Regions from separate parts of the Mus musculus genome. Here region 2 is linked to region 1. A link is a contact called in public Hi-C data. All regions are on one chromosome and are shown on one strand. The core of a region is the stretch at or near the end of the contact, and the rest is flanking DNA. Distances in the headings are between cores, read along the strand shown. Region 1 holds the start of Mllt10 (myeloid/lymphoid or mixed-lineage leukemia; translocated to, 10). Region 2 overlaps Mllt10 (myeloid/lymphoid or mixed-lineage leukemia; translocated to, 10).

Region 1 (5,810 bases), core at 1,384-3,883:
TATAAGATATATGTGCATATTTGGGGAATAAGGAACTGGATTTAAATGATAACATTAATATTGAAGTTCTTTTCTAGAAAGATACACTATCAGTCACATGGCAATTTAATTTTTGCATCACTATTTTTTAAAAATGTACTTGAACTTTAGCAATTATAAGTTTTACCCATTCTGAGACCTGATGATTAACATATGTGGCTAAATGTTTTTATTATATGTGTGTGCAGTAGGATACACTACATATCTTGTAAAGGACCAACACAGTTTTCTTTTTGTTATATTCCAGGAGTTTTTGGTACACAATGAATGTTCAGTAAATATTTGCTGAGTGAATAATTCACTGCATATTTGAGCTGCTTTATTCTGTCTACGATTCTTCCTTTGCACTCGATGTATTATAGAAATATATCAAATATTGTACACACAGCAACACATTTAGTGTCTGATGCTTGAGTAAAAATGAAATGCCCTGTTTTTTCCCAGTGTTTTCCCTGATTTTCATGTCTCTCTAGTATAGAATGTTAAAAACCAGTTTTAAAATAATTGGACTTCCAGTGTGTCAACCTGTATGCATGTATGCTTTCACAAAATTTCTGCTTCAGATACTATTATTTATATATAAGCGTGGCATAAACTGTGCATCTTTCCTGTTTTTTTCTAAACACATTTTCCCTTTTTTTTTTTTGTAAATGTCAAAACTTCATATAAATGACAGTTTTGTTTTTGTCTTGAAAAGAGCAAGTGTTTACCTACATTTATTAGGTGTTACAGAATGAGGTAAGATTCTTACCCTTTTTTTTCATACAAATTAGTTCCATCTCAAGAACTAAGCTCCAATGTATTAAAAATAAAATGAAATGTATTTTTAAATTATTTAGTGCATAGGCTTGACTTCAGTGTTTGGGAAGTTCCACATTGATTTGCACCAAAATTAGTCTATATTATGAGGCAAAACAGGATTTAGACAATGAACTGACTTCCTTTGTATAAGGGTAAAGGTAAAATATTTGGTACAGTTAAAACAGTAAACTTCTGTTTGAAAGTTGCCCTAGCTTTGTACAAGTCATAGTTATGTTAAGAGCATCATTAGAGGTCCAGAAATTTATTACCATATCCTCCTAAAAATGTCATTTTACTAATCTGTAGTCACCATTTCTAAATGTATTAATATTAAAACAGAATCCTTAGTTTTGTGTCCCTTTGGACATATTGTCTTCCTATCACAAGCTTTGGTAAATCCCCCATTAGTTTGGATTTCACATAGCTTTTGAATATATCTGACCACAGATGCTTACATTGTGCTGTATCGATCACTATTCTTACAACTTTAGCAATTATTTTGAAATAGGAAAAGAACAGCCACATTACCCTTTTTGAACATTTTAAAACTTAATATATTTTCTGTGGAGTGCTTAGAACTTGGGGTGTTTTAGCATCATGTAAGTGTATTTTCCAGACCATATTATATTGTTAGTTTCTAATAAGCCCTTTGTACTTGTAATTAACCAAAAACCATGAAGTTGCCTTGGAACTGTTTGTCATTTAAATAGCCTATTCATAATTCCCATTTCATGCTAAAGTTTAATGAACGAACACTTTTTGCTTAAAATCAATATTGGGTGTACATGGAGAAAGGATTAGGGAAACATTTTTTTGGTAGCTTAAAAACTACTCAATATCTAGCTAATTAATCTGCTAACATTGGTCTAATCTAATCTATATTTTATTTGTGTATTGGGAGGAAGCTCTCATATTTCTCCAATTTAAATGACATCACATTTGAAAAGGTAAATTTGGAGAATCGAGCTAAGATTAGAGGAATCCTCAATCTAAACTGGGCACCACACTCTCAATGCTGTTAACCTTTGGTGACAGGCTAGAACGTGGGTTCCTTCCTCCTTTAGCTGCATTTTTCCAGATCAGACTATTACGTTGCTAACGCGACCAACCACTTGTATACCTACCAAGCTATAATGCAGTCTTGGGGCTCCCGCTCAGAATATAGCCCAAACACAGGCTTTTTGCCTGTCTGTGATGCACTTTCATTTGCCACGGGGGCCAAGAAGGTGCGTAAGTGGGCGGTAGATCTGGTAACACTTCCACTGGGTGAACTTTGGGAAGAATCCAGGACGTGAATTTAATGGGTGGCGAAGCTGCGACAGTACTGTGAAGTTAGCGCGGCCAACTGCAGGAAGCCATGCTTCATTACACCCTTCATGGAAGCTGGCACCCTCTCCCAACCATTGTTACCCGCGGGCCAGTTCTCGAGGCACAGGCCTTCAGGTAGGTTCCCGGCGCCACGAGACGCCCCCGGGGGCGCCTCTCAGCGACCCCGGCCCCCACCGCACCCCGCCCCGCCGCGGCCTCTTCCTCATGCGCGCCCGGGGCCCGCGAGGCGACGGCCGCCCAACGTCCCGGCCCTCGTGCGCCCCAGAGCCCTCCGGTAGACTCACTCCGGCCGCGCTGAGCAGCCGACTCCGCTCGTCCCCCACCTCCGCACACCTCGGCGCCGCCGAGCGGTGCGGGGGAGGGGAAAGCCTGGAGGTAGGCAGGGGCCAGGGGACGCGGCGGCGCGCACGCAGGCCTCGCCTCTCTGGGCCGCCTCCCTCACGCCGGCCGCAGGGCGGGCCGACGCGTACGCCGGGTGACGCTCGGAGGAGGAAGCGCAGCCCCTTCCCCTCCCTCGCCGCCCCGGGCCCAGCGGGAGCCCCCCAGTGCGCCTGTGCGGAGGCCTGCTTGATTATGTGTGCCCTCCTCGGGCGGCGGCGTTAGCGGCCGGGTGGAGGTGGGGAGGGAGGACGCCGCGGAGGAGGAGGAGGAGGAGGAGACGGTGGCGGGGAGGTGGGGGGAGTCAGCAAGGACATGGCTCCTGACTCCTGTGCGGAACGTGAGTGACTGAGCGGCAAAGCCCGAGTGAGCGAGCGGCCGAGCGGGCGGGAGGGAGGGCGGGCGGGCTGGCGGAGACCGGGCCGGGGTCGGTCGGTCGATCGGGCTGGCGGGAGGGCGGGCGCGAAGGGCTGCGTGTGGGGAGCTCTCGGTGGCTTGCTTGTGTTTGTTAATGGTCCCCCCCAACTCCCTCTTAGATGGTCTCTAGCGACCGGCCCGTGTCACTGGAGGACGAGGTCTCCCATAGTATGAAGGAAATGATTGGAGGCTGTTGCGTTTGCTCAGACGAGAGAGGCTGGGCCGAGAACCCGCTGGTTTATTGCGACGGGCACGGCTGCAGCGTCGCGGTGCATCAAGGTAAACACCCAACCGCCCGCCGGGCCGAACCGGCCCGCTCCCAACCGTCACGGCTCCCCTCCCCCGCCCGGCGGCAACTGCCACCGCCGCCCCTCCCCCGGCCCGCCCGCCGCCGCCGCCGCTCCGCCCCCGCCGCCGCCTCGCCCCGCCCCCCGCCCCGCCCGGCGCGCAGCCCGCGGGAGCCCGGCGTGGTCGCCGCGGGCTCGGGCTGTGCCCCGGCCTGTGGGAGAAAGTGCGTGTGGCCCGGGCTATCACGTGACTCCGCGCTCACTCAAGTGTCATTAGGTGGCCGCCGGCGTCGGGCCGCGTCCTGCGCAGGGTAGGGTGGGAGCGCGAGACCCGCGCTGGAGTCACGGTGACGGCGCGTGGTGGCTTTGGGAACCGGAGGCCTCCTCCCCCTCCCCTGCCTGCTCCCGGTCTGCCGCAGCGTTGTCAGGAGACTTCCTGTGGCCTGGGACAACCTGCCTCTGAGTAGAGGGAGAGAGAGAGAAGGTGGGCCCTGCCCGCTGCACCCAGAGCTCTCTGGCATGGACCCTGCTGTTGGGGGCCACTGGGTGCTTCTGCGAAGACACTGGAAGGTGTCCCTGAGGGAGTGTCTGGGCTGAGCCGACCTGGTCATGGACCCCAAGAAGTAGTGCTGGTGGTGCCCCAAGAGCCTTTGGAGGTTGAGTCTATTTTTAGATGTTCTCATGGGGTGAATGTTTTGGGTACCCCCTTAATCGCCCCTTCCCTCCCACTCCCCCACGGGGAACTCTTTAGCATGTTTTTCTGCTTATTGAAGACTGTCCCTTTCAAGTCGTTAGGGGATTGGGGGTTCAGGACGAAAGACTAGATAATGTTTTTTTGGGTGACTCACTGTGTAGTCTTAAACAGATCCACCCTTCCTATTCCTGAAGTTAAAACTGAGTGTTGGAAGGTTTTAATTTTTACTTTTTATTTTTTAAATGAGACAGGGTTTTCTCTGTAGCCTTCACTGTCCTGGAACTTGGCTCTATAGCCCATAAATGGCCTCAAAATTAAAGATCCTCCTGCCTCTGCCTCTGGAGTGTGTCCTACCTGGGAAGTTTTTGTTTTTTACATAGGAGCTTGCTGTGTAGCCCAGGCAGGGTGCAGACAAGCAACAATTCTGCCCCTCAAGTATGGGAAATGAAGGTGTGAGCCTAAAGGTTTTGCTTTTTTTGGGGGGGGGTAATGTAATGGGAGGGTCTTCCCAAAGGGGAGAGAGGTAAATGAAAACATTTTTGCTTTAATTTTAGTTTTCATTTTCTTGAGTCAGGGTATCATCAGCTCTTGCTGATCTCTCAATTATGTGTATCAGGCTGGACCTAGATTCAGAGATCTGACTGCTTCTACCTCCAGGGTGATAGGATAAGAGGCATGTACTCTCTATCATGTCTGGAATTTTTGAGAGAGTTTCACTTAGCCCTGGCTGACCTTGAACTCCCAGTACTAGAACTTGAGGCATGCACAGTATTCCTGGGTTATACTGTGCTGAGGATGATAAGCAAGCACTCTGCCATCTAACTGAGTCAAATCCTGTCCTCCAAAATTCATGCTTTAAAGAATTCAGTGGTCCAGTTGGGTGGGGGACATTTAGATAAGTGATGATAATATTGAGACTGTAACTTAATGGGAACATTTGGCTATTCCTGGTATCTTTCAAAGGAGAAAGTTACATATTATTCTTGATACTGATTCCTAGTCTTGGCTAAATGCAAAAAGGAGGGAAAAATGTATGTCAATACATTTACATAGTTTCTTTTAGTTTGAATTGTGTGTGTGTGTTATAGTTTTTAGTTGGGATACCAAATAATGGTTATTATGACATTCTCATACATATATCCAGTTATACTTTGTTTAAATATATTTTCCCAGTACCTTTTCCCTTCTGCTTTTCTGTCTCGGGACAAGGCCTACCTAGCTCATGAATTGGATGGTAATTCATTTTTGTTATGTAATGTTTTCTTGTCACTACAGAAAATGTACATCTAAATACTAACTTTTGCCTTGTAGAGGTGCTTCCAAATAAAAGTGTGTTTGGACTCTGTGATGTTTCTTTTCCTTTTCTTCTTCTCCTTTTCCTTTTGGATACAGGGTCTCATCTAGCCCAAAGTGAAAGTTGGGCATATTGATGAGGCAGGCCTTGAACTCCAGATCTTTCTGCCTCTACCTCCCAAGAGGATTGCAGATGTGTGTTACTACCCCTCCTCCCAAGTCAATGACACTGTTTTTTGACTGGTAGGACAAACTTATACAGACTTATACAGGTTTATTCAGTAGACAGATTTATACAGGTTTAAAAGAGATTAGGCATGGTGGCTTAGGCCTGTAATTACAACTCTTGGGCCAGGCAGGAGTATTCTTTTGAGTTTGAGGCTAGCCTGGACTACAATTCAAGTCCATTAAGTATATAGTTCAAATGAAACAGGTTGGTAGCACACACAAAGCCCTGCGTTTATACTTTATCCTGCAGTAAACCTAGCATGATGGCACATGCCTGTAATCACAGTATTGTGTAGGGTAAAAACCTCAAGTCTCTTCCAGGGGTTGAATAGCAAGTTTGAGGG
Region 2 (6,182 bases), core at 3,283-5,782, 75 kb after region 1:
GTTTTTGCCCTCTTGGACAAATATTAGGTTCTTAATAGCGTTCTCACGCCCGGCCAGGAAAGACGCAACAAACCAAAATCTTCTGCGGCAAAACTTTATTGCTTACATCTTTGGGAGCCAGGAGGGCAAGCGCCCAGCGCCCAGCCCCAAAAACGAAAGCCCCTTCAATAATGAAACCGAAACCCCTTCCCTATTTAGGAGAGTTATATTTCGCCTAGGACGCATCACTCCCTGATTGGCTGCAGCCCATGGCCGAGCTGACGTTCACGGGAAAGGTAGAGTACAAGTAGTCATAAAATACCCTTGGCTCATGCGCAGATTATTTGTTTACCACTTAGAACACAGGATGTCAGCGCCATCTTGTGACGGCGAATGTGGGGGCGGCTCCCAACATTAGGTGAGTTTGTATTTGGGTTCTCTATTCCTGCGTTGCTTGGCACGTGTGCACTGTTAATCCTTAGCTTTCCCTGCCTTGACTCTTAAGTTTCTACCCAACATGCCCCCTTCTCATTTTGATGAGTTAATTTGTCTCCTACCCCTTCTCCCTGTGTGTGTGTGTGTGTGTGTGTGTGTGTGTATGTATGTGTGTGTGTGTGTGTGTGTGTGAGAGAGAGAGAGAGAGAGAGAGAGAGAGCGCGCGAGCTCACGTATGCATGTGCAGGCCAGAGATCAACCTTGAGTGTTGCTTCTGAGGCATCTCTGATTTGTTCATGTGGCACCTGTGTGAAATGGGACTCAGGTTTTCATGCTTGTGTGGCAAGCATTTTACCAACTGGTCTACCTTCTCAGTTTTTGTAAACAGTAAGGGAGTCAACCTGCTTGTTAATTTCCTTTTGTTGCTTTCCACATTGCCGACAATTTATCAAATCTAAGACTTTTTCAGCTGGTGCCTTTGGGCTCATAAATAGAATCATACCATCAGTAAGTAAATATACTTTGACTTTCCCTTTGGATTTGTATTCTCTCCTATCTTGTTTTTCTTCTTCCTCCTCCTCCCCCACCCTCCTTTTCTTTTTGCTCAAGCTGTATTGAATCAGAGAAAGCTGTGCACACCTTTGTCTTGTCCCTGATTTTAGTGGAAATGCTTTGAGTTTTTCTCCACACTGCAACCCCGCTCTGCAGCCGACCCACTAACTGTGTCCGCTGCTGCTGCTGCTGCGCAGAATGCCCCTACCTTTTATCGTCTATTTTTAATGATGTCTTAAATGCTTTAACCTCCATTCTAGCCCACCACCCACCAGAGGTAATAGAAAAGAAAGGATACAGGGGAAGGGGACCTGCTTAGAAATGGTTCTTTGGAGCAGATCACATCTGTGTTGTCAGGAAATCAACAGTTCAGTTCACAGGTCAGCAGCAGCAGCTCGATCCACTTCATGGATACACCAGCAGTCTAGTTCCATAGTGTAGGGATAGCAAACTCGAAATCAGCAGTGTGGCACTACCTAAAAGAGACAGCCAGTACTAAGCGGAATCCGCATGGGTCAGCAGGAGGGACCAGGGGCCCTCAGGACCAACAGGAATGCCAAGAAAAGTTTTCCTCTGTGCCTTTCTCAGCGAAGTGAAGATCAGCTAAGATGTGAGACCCATGAGCATTGCACAGCTAGCTTTATAAAATCTCCGACTCCGTCATTGTCCATCAAGTCTTATTTATAATTTATACCCTCCAAACATCACATGTTCTCTGCTGGTCTGGCCTCAGCATGTGCATCTGTCTCAGCTGACATCACTCTGCCAATTAGCCTGAGCCCTTGGAAGCAGCAAGAAGCTGAGACATACCACCAGAAGCTTTTTGATACCATTTCTCTCTCTCGAGTTCCGACAAATGCAGCTCACCTACACAATGTAAGGTGGACCAATACATTCGCGTTGTTGGCAAAGAATGTGCCATCACATGTCCTTTCACATGCTTGCTTTAGCAAAACATCCTCTCTCCTGTGTCTGCTTCAGCTAAACACTCTTCACATGTTTTCCTCAGCAAAAAACCATCCAAATGACTTTCCAAAGAACCTTTTTTTCCCCCCGAGACAGGGTTTCTCTGTGTAGCCCTGGCTGTCCTGGAACTCACTTTGTAGACCAGGCTGACCTCGAACTCAGAAATCTGCCTGCCTCTGCCTCCCGAGTGCTGGGATCAAAGGCGTGCGCCACCACTTCAATTTATTGTGTGCGTGTGTGGGTATATGTGCTCCACAGTCATGTGTAGAGTTCTGGAGGACAGCTTCCTGGAGTTGGTTCTCTGCCTTCTGCATTGTGTGGTCTTAGGATTGAATTTAGCTAGTCAGGCTTGATGGGATGAGCCCTTACCTGCTGAGCCATTATATCAGCCCCGTGAACAGTCTTGCTAAACTAGTTCATAAAGATTTTTACTGATGTCTTGTGAATATCCTGTAGATTTTGCTCACTCTAATCACAAAGCAGCTTGTATTTTGAGGTTTTATTGTTGTAAGATTATCAATCCCTTTTTCTATCGTTTGCCTTTTATAGCTTGATGTATTAAAATTTATTAAAATTGTAATAAAAATTATGGTCTTGCACTTACTTGCCTATAGGTCAGCAGTTGGAGTTTAGCAGCTATTTCTAATTCAGCATCTTTCACCCAATTTCTTTCAAAATGTTGACTTACAGATGGAATTTGGAGGAGTGAAGATGAAGTTAGGGAGAAGTAAAGTGGCAGAGTTATGTCAAGGCTTGAGTAAAGGTAGGGCATCTTTAACATGCCTTAGTGTGGTTTTTCAAGCTGGTATTAGCAGGAATTTCTGCTTAATGGACCATTCTCTTAGGCTTCCCTGAGTATCCTATTGTCAGTGACACCTAGTCTTTTCTAGCACCAACAATTGAAGAGATAAGCAACAGTTGCCAACTTTTTTCTTTCTAAATACTACTGTATTTTTGTGGGGTGGTTGTGATAAAATATATGTGATATAATATTTTCATTTGATTCTCACTTATGCTGTCATTCATACTGTTAATAGTCTCATTTTTGCAGTATATATCTGTTGATACCATAGGTCAGTGTTGGCCAGTGAGTCAGAGGCATTACCTCGGGGCAAAAGTCTTTGGAGATTGTGATGGTTAATTTTAACAGCCAGCTTAACACAATCTTGAATCACTCAGGAAGGGGAGTCTTACTGAAGGGTTGTGATGAGGTAGTGTGTTTGTGTAGGGAGTTGTCTTGGTTGCATTGATTGAACAGGAAGATAACTGCCCATCGCCAGGGGCACAGTTACATAGGCATTGGGTCCTGCATTCATAGGAGTGGAGAAAGTGACCTAGTGCTTATTTTCATGTATGCATTTATTGCTGTTCCTTCTGACTGTGAATGTAATATGGCCATCTCTCAAACTTCTGTCTCTGAAATTATGATTGACAAAGGTAGTTTTTAAGGTTTATTCTTTCTATATTCTTTTCTTGGCATTTTGCTCTGCAGTCCTCCTTTTCTTCAGTAATGAAGGTAGCAATCTACAGGGATAAGTAGGAAGTGGATTAAGGAATGCAAAGAGAAATTAAATGTCTTTTGGATTTAGTGCTAAAGAAGCTGTTTCGAAGTTTCAAAATAGAGATTAGAGTAGAAGCTCATTAAAGGTTATAGACTAATAAAGACCAGGATATAGTTTTGAGTAACTTGATTCTTTTACGATTCTTAAATATGGGACTGGAGAGTTAGTGCAACAGTTGAGAGTACTGGCTACTTTTTCATAGGACCCAAGTTCAATTTCCAGCACCTATATGGTAACTCCAGTTCTAGGGCCTCCAACTTGTTGTTCTTTCCTCCCTAGGCAGTGTGCATGTGGCATATAGACATATATACAGGCAGAACACTAATGCACGCAAAAAATAAAATAAGTATATATTAAAAAGATTTGACGATTAAAAGAAATTAATCTTAAAAATCTTAGATATGAAAAAAAGGTGTGTGTGTGTGTGTGTGTGTGTGTGTGTGTGTATGTATGTATGTATGAATGAATGAAGAAAATACTGTTGCTCTAATTTGGTTCAGAAAGAAGAAAAGAAGCATGAGGATGAGTTAAGAAGAATTTGGTCCAGAAAGAAGAACAGAAGCATGAGGGTAAGCCTGAGGTAACCTTCTGGAAGGTGACGCTATGTCGAGGGGCTGTAAGGATAAAGAAGCAGGCAGTCTTCACGACTGTTCACGATCAGAAAGTTGAAAGTTAGGAAAGCAAAGCCAGAGTCATAGGAAACATTGGAGCTAAAGATCCTAGAAGATTTATGACCTTTATTGTTCCTGATGTTGTTGTGTGTCATTTTTTTATAATGTCATGGCCATCAGACGGTATTAGCTTGACAGATACGGTGTTAGGCCTTCACTGTTACAACCCTTTCACTCTCCTGAATCAGAGCTGGTCAGTGTAGGCATACATTTTTCTTAGCCTGCTTTAATAAGTGTTCACCTCTCCTCTAGCCTTCCACCTACCAGAGGTAGTAGTGGAAAAGTAAAGTTATTAGGCCATGGGGGAGTAGACCTGTTTAGAAATAGTTCTTTGGAGCGATACCAATGTTTGTTGTTCAGTCAGTCCAGTCCATTAGCAAACACCAAAAATGAATCTGCAGCTGTAGACAAGTCCACTTGGCAGGCACTACACGAACTGTTCAATCGAAACTTCGAGGTGAAGTGGAAACTTAAGGGTTCTTTGGAGAGTCAGTTGTGTTGGATGTTTTTTTGCTGGGGCAAATGTGTAAAAGAGTGGTTTCCTGGAGTGGACACACGTGAAAGACTAAGGCAGACTTGTGAAGGAAAGTTTAGCTGAAGCAGACACAGGAGAGATGTTGTTCTGCTAAAGCAAGCACGTGAAAGGACATGTGATGACACATTCTTTGCCACCAAGACACATGTATTGGTCCACCTTACATTGCATAGTTGAGCTGCAATTGTTGGGACTCCATAGAGAGAAATGCACCAGAAAAACTTCTGGTGCTGTGCTGCAGTTTCTTGCTGCTTCAAAAGACTCAGGCTGATTGGCAGAGTGATGCCAGCTGAGACTTATATACTAAGTTAAGACTCCTGGAGGATACATGCTATTTGGAGAATATAAATAGAACTCAATGGACAGTGATGAAGGCTGAGCTTGGCTTGCTTATAGAGCTAACTGTGCAATGCTTTGGTCTTGTTTTTGCTGTTGATCCTTGCTTTTCTGAGAGACACACAGCCGAGAACTTTCCTGGCATTCCTGTCTGCCCTGGTCCCTTTCTGCTGACTCGAGCTGAGGCTGAGGCCTCATTGTTCCCACTAGGTAGTGCCACCGCTGCTGATTCAGTGTTTGTTATCCCAACTCTACAGCACGGGACTGCTGTTGTATCCATGAGGTGTTTGCTAGTGATCTGAGCTGCCACTGCTGCCCTGTGAACTGAACTGCTGATTTCCAGACAACACAGATGGGAGTTGCTCCCAAAAACCTTTCTAAACAGTACCCTCCACCCCCCATCCTTTCTTTTCCACTACCTCCTTGATGGGTCATTGGCTGTAAGGGAGATGAAAGTGTTTAAAAACCACCATTAAAAGTAGGAGTTGGGGACTGGAGAGATGGCTCAAGGGTTAAGAGCACCAACTATTCTTCCAAAAGGTCCTGAGTTCAAATCCCAGCAACCACATGGTAGCTCACAACCATCTGTAATGAGATCTGATTCCCTCTTCTGGGGTGTCTGAAGACAGCGACAGTGTACTTACATATAATAATAAATAAAGCAATCTTTTTTTTTTTTAAAGATTTATTTATTTATTTATTTATTTATTTATTTATTATATGTAAGTACACTGTCGCTGTCTTCAGACACTCCAGAAGAGGGCGTCAGATCTTGTTACAGATGGTTGTGAGCCACCATGTGGTTGCTGGGATTTGAACTCCGGACCTTCGGAAGAGCAGTCGGGTGCTCTTACCCACTGAGCCATCTCACCAGCCCCTAAATAAAGCAATCTTAAAAAAAAAATTGGATTTGAAAAAATTAAAGTTAAAATGAGGTTCACCAACTGGCCCTGGTCTGTGGAAGAGGTAAGAAGCTGTAGGAAACTAATGACAAATTCTTTGGCGAGTTTCTCTCAATAACGTTGTCAATGAAGCTCAGCAAAGAAATGTAAGGTGAGCCAATAATATATGTGTGCCATCAGCAGATAGGTGGAGCAAAGGTAACTGATAATTGAACTTGCACTATCTGTGGGGTCATTTATATTT

Evidence for each region. A called contact is a pair of places that touch in the nucleus more often than the background predicts.
Region 2: a contact with region 1 is called in a Hi-C map of liver, with 2.2 times the contacts expected there. The contact joins the enhancer-like site here to the promoter of Mllt10 in region 1. A contact is called at or near these places in 1 of 39 promoter capture datasets (the HPC-7 cell line), 7 of 484 Hi-C or Micro-C datasets (centroblasts, conventional type 1 dendritic cells, gonadal supporting cells and 3 more), 4 of 115 datasets of contacts at active chromatin or transcription factors (the SCID.adh cell line, bone marrow-derived macrophages and embryonic stem cells) and 3 of 9 other capture datasets (adipose tissue, liver and pancreatic islet).

The regions. Positions count from the first base shown.
Region 1 is chr2:18,061,952-18,067,761 of GRCm38.p6, forward strand. It overlaps Mllt10 (myeloid/lymphoid or mixed-lineage leukemia; translocated to, 10), which reads left to right and starts at 2,634. Exons shown (of 23, transcript NM_001252560.1): 1 at 2,634-2,913; 2 at 3,084-3,243. The coding sequence starts at 3,084.
Region 2 is chr2:18,135,274-18,141,455 of GRCm38.p6, forward strand. The region is part of intron 8 of Mllt10 (myeloid/lymphoid or mixed-lineage leukemia; translocated to, 10); the gene reads left to right. Among named protein-coding and RNA genes, the nearest start is that of Gm25147, 20 kb to the right of the region's middle. Within about 2 kb of position 4,533, at least 9 of the 459 cell types and tissues checked have an H3K27ac peak or open chromatin away from gene starts, as enhancers often do. A contact at or near this core is called in liver, where this site is marked.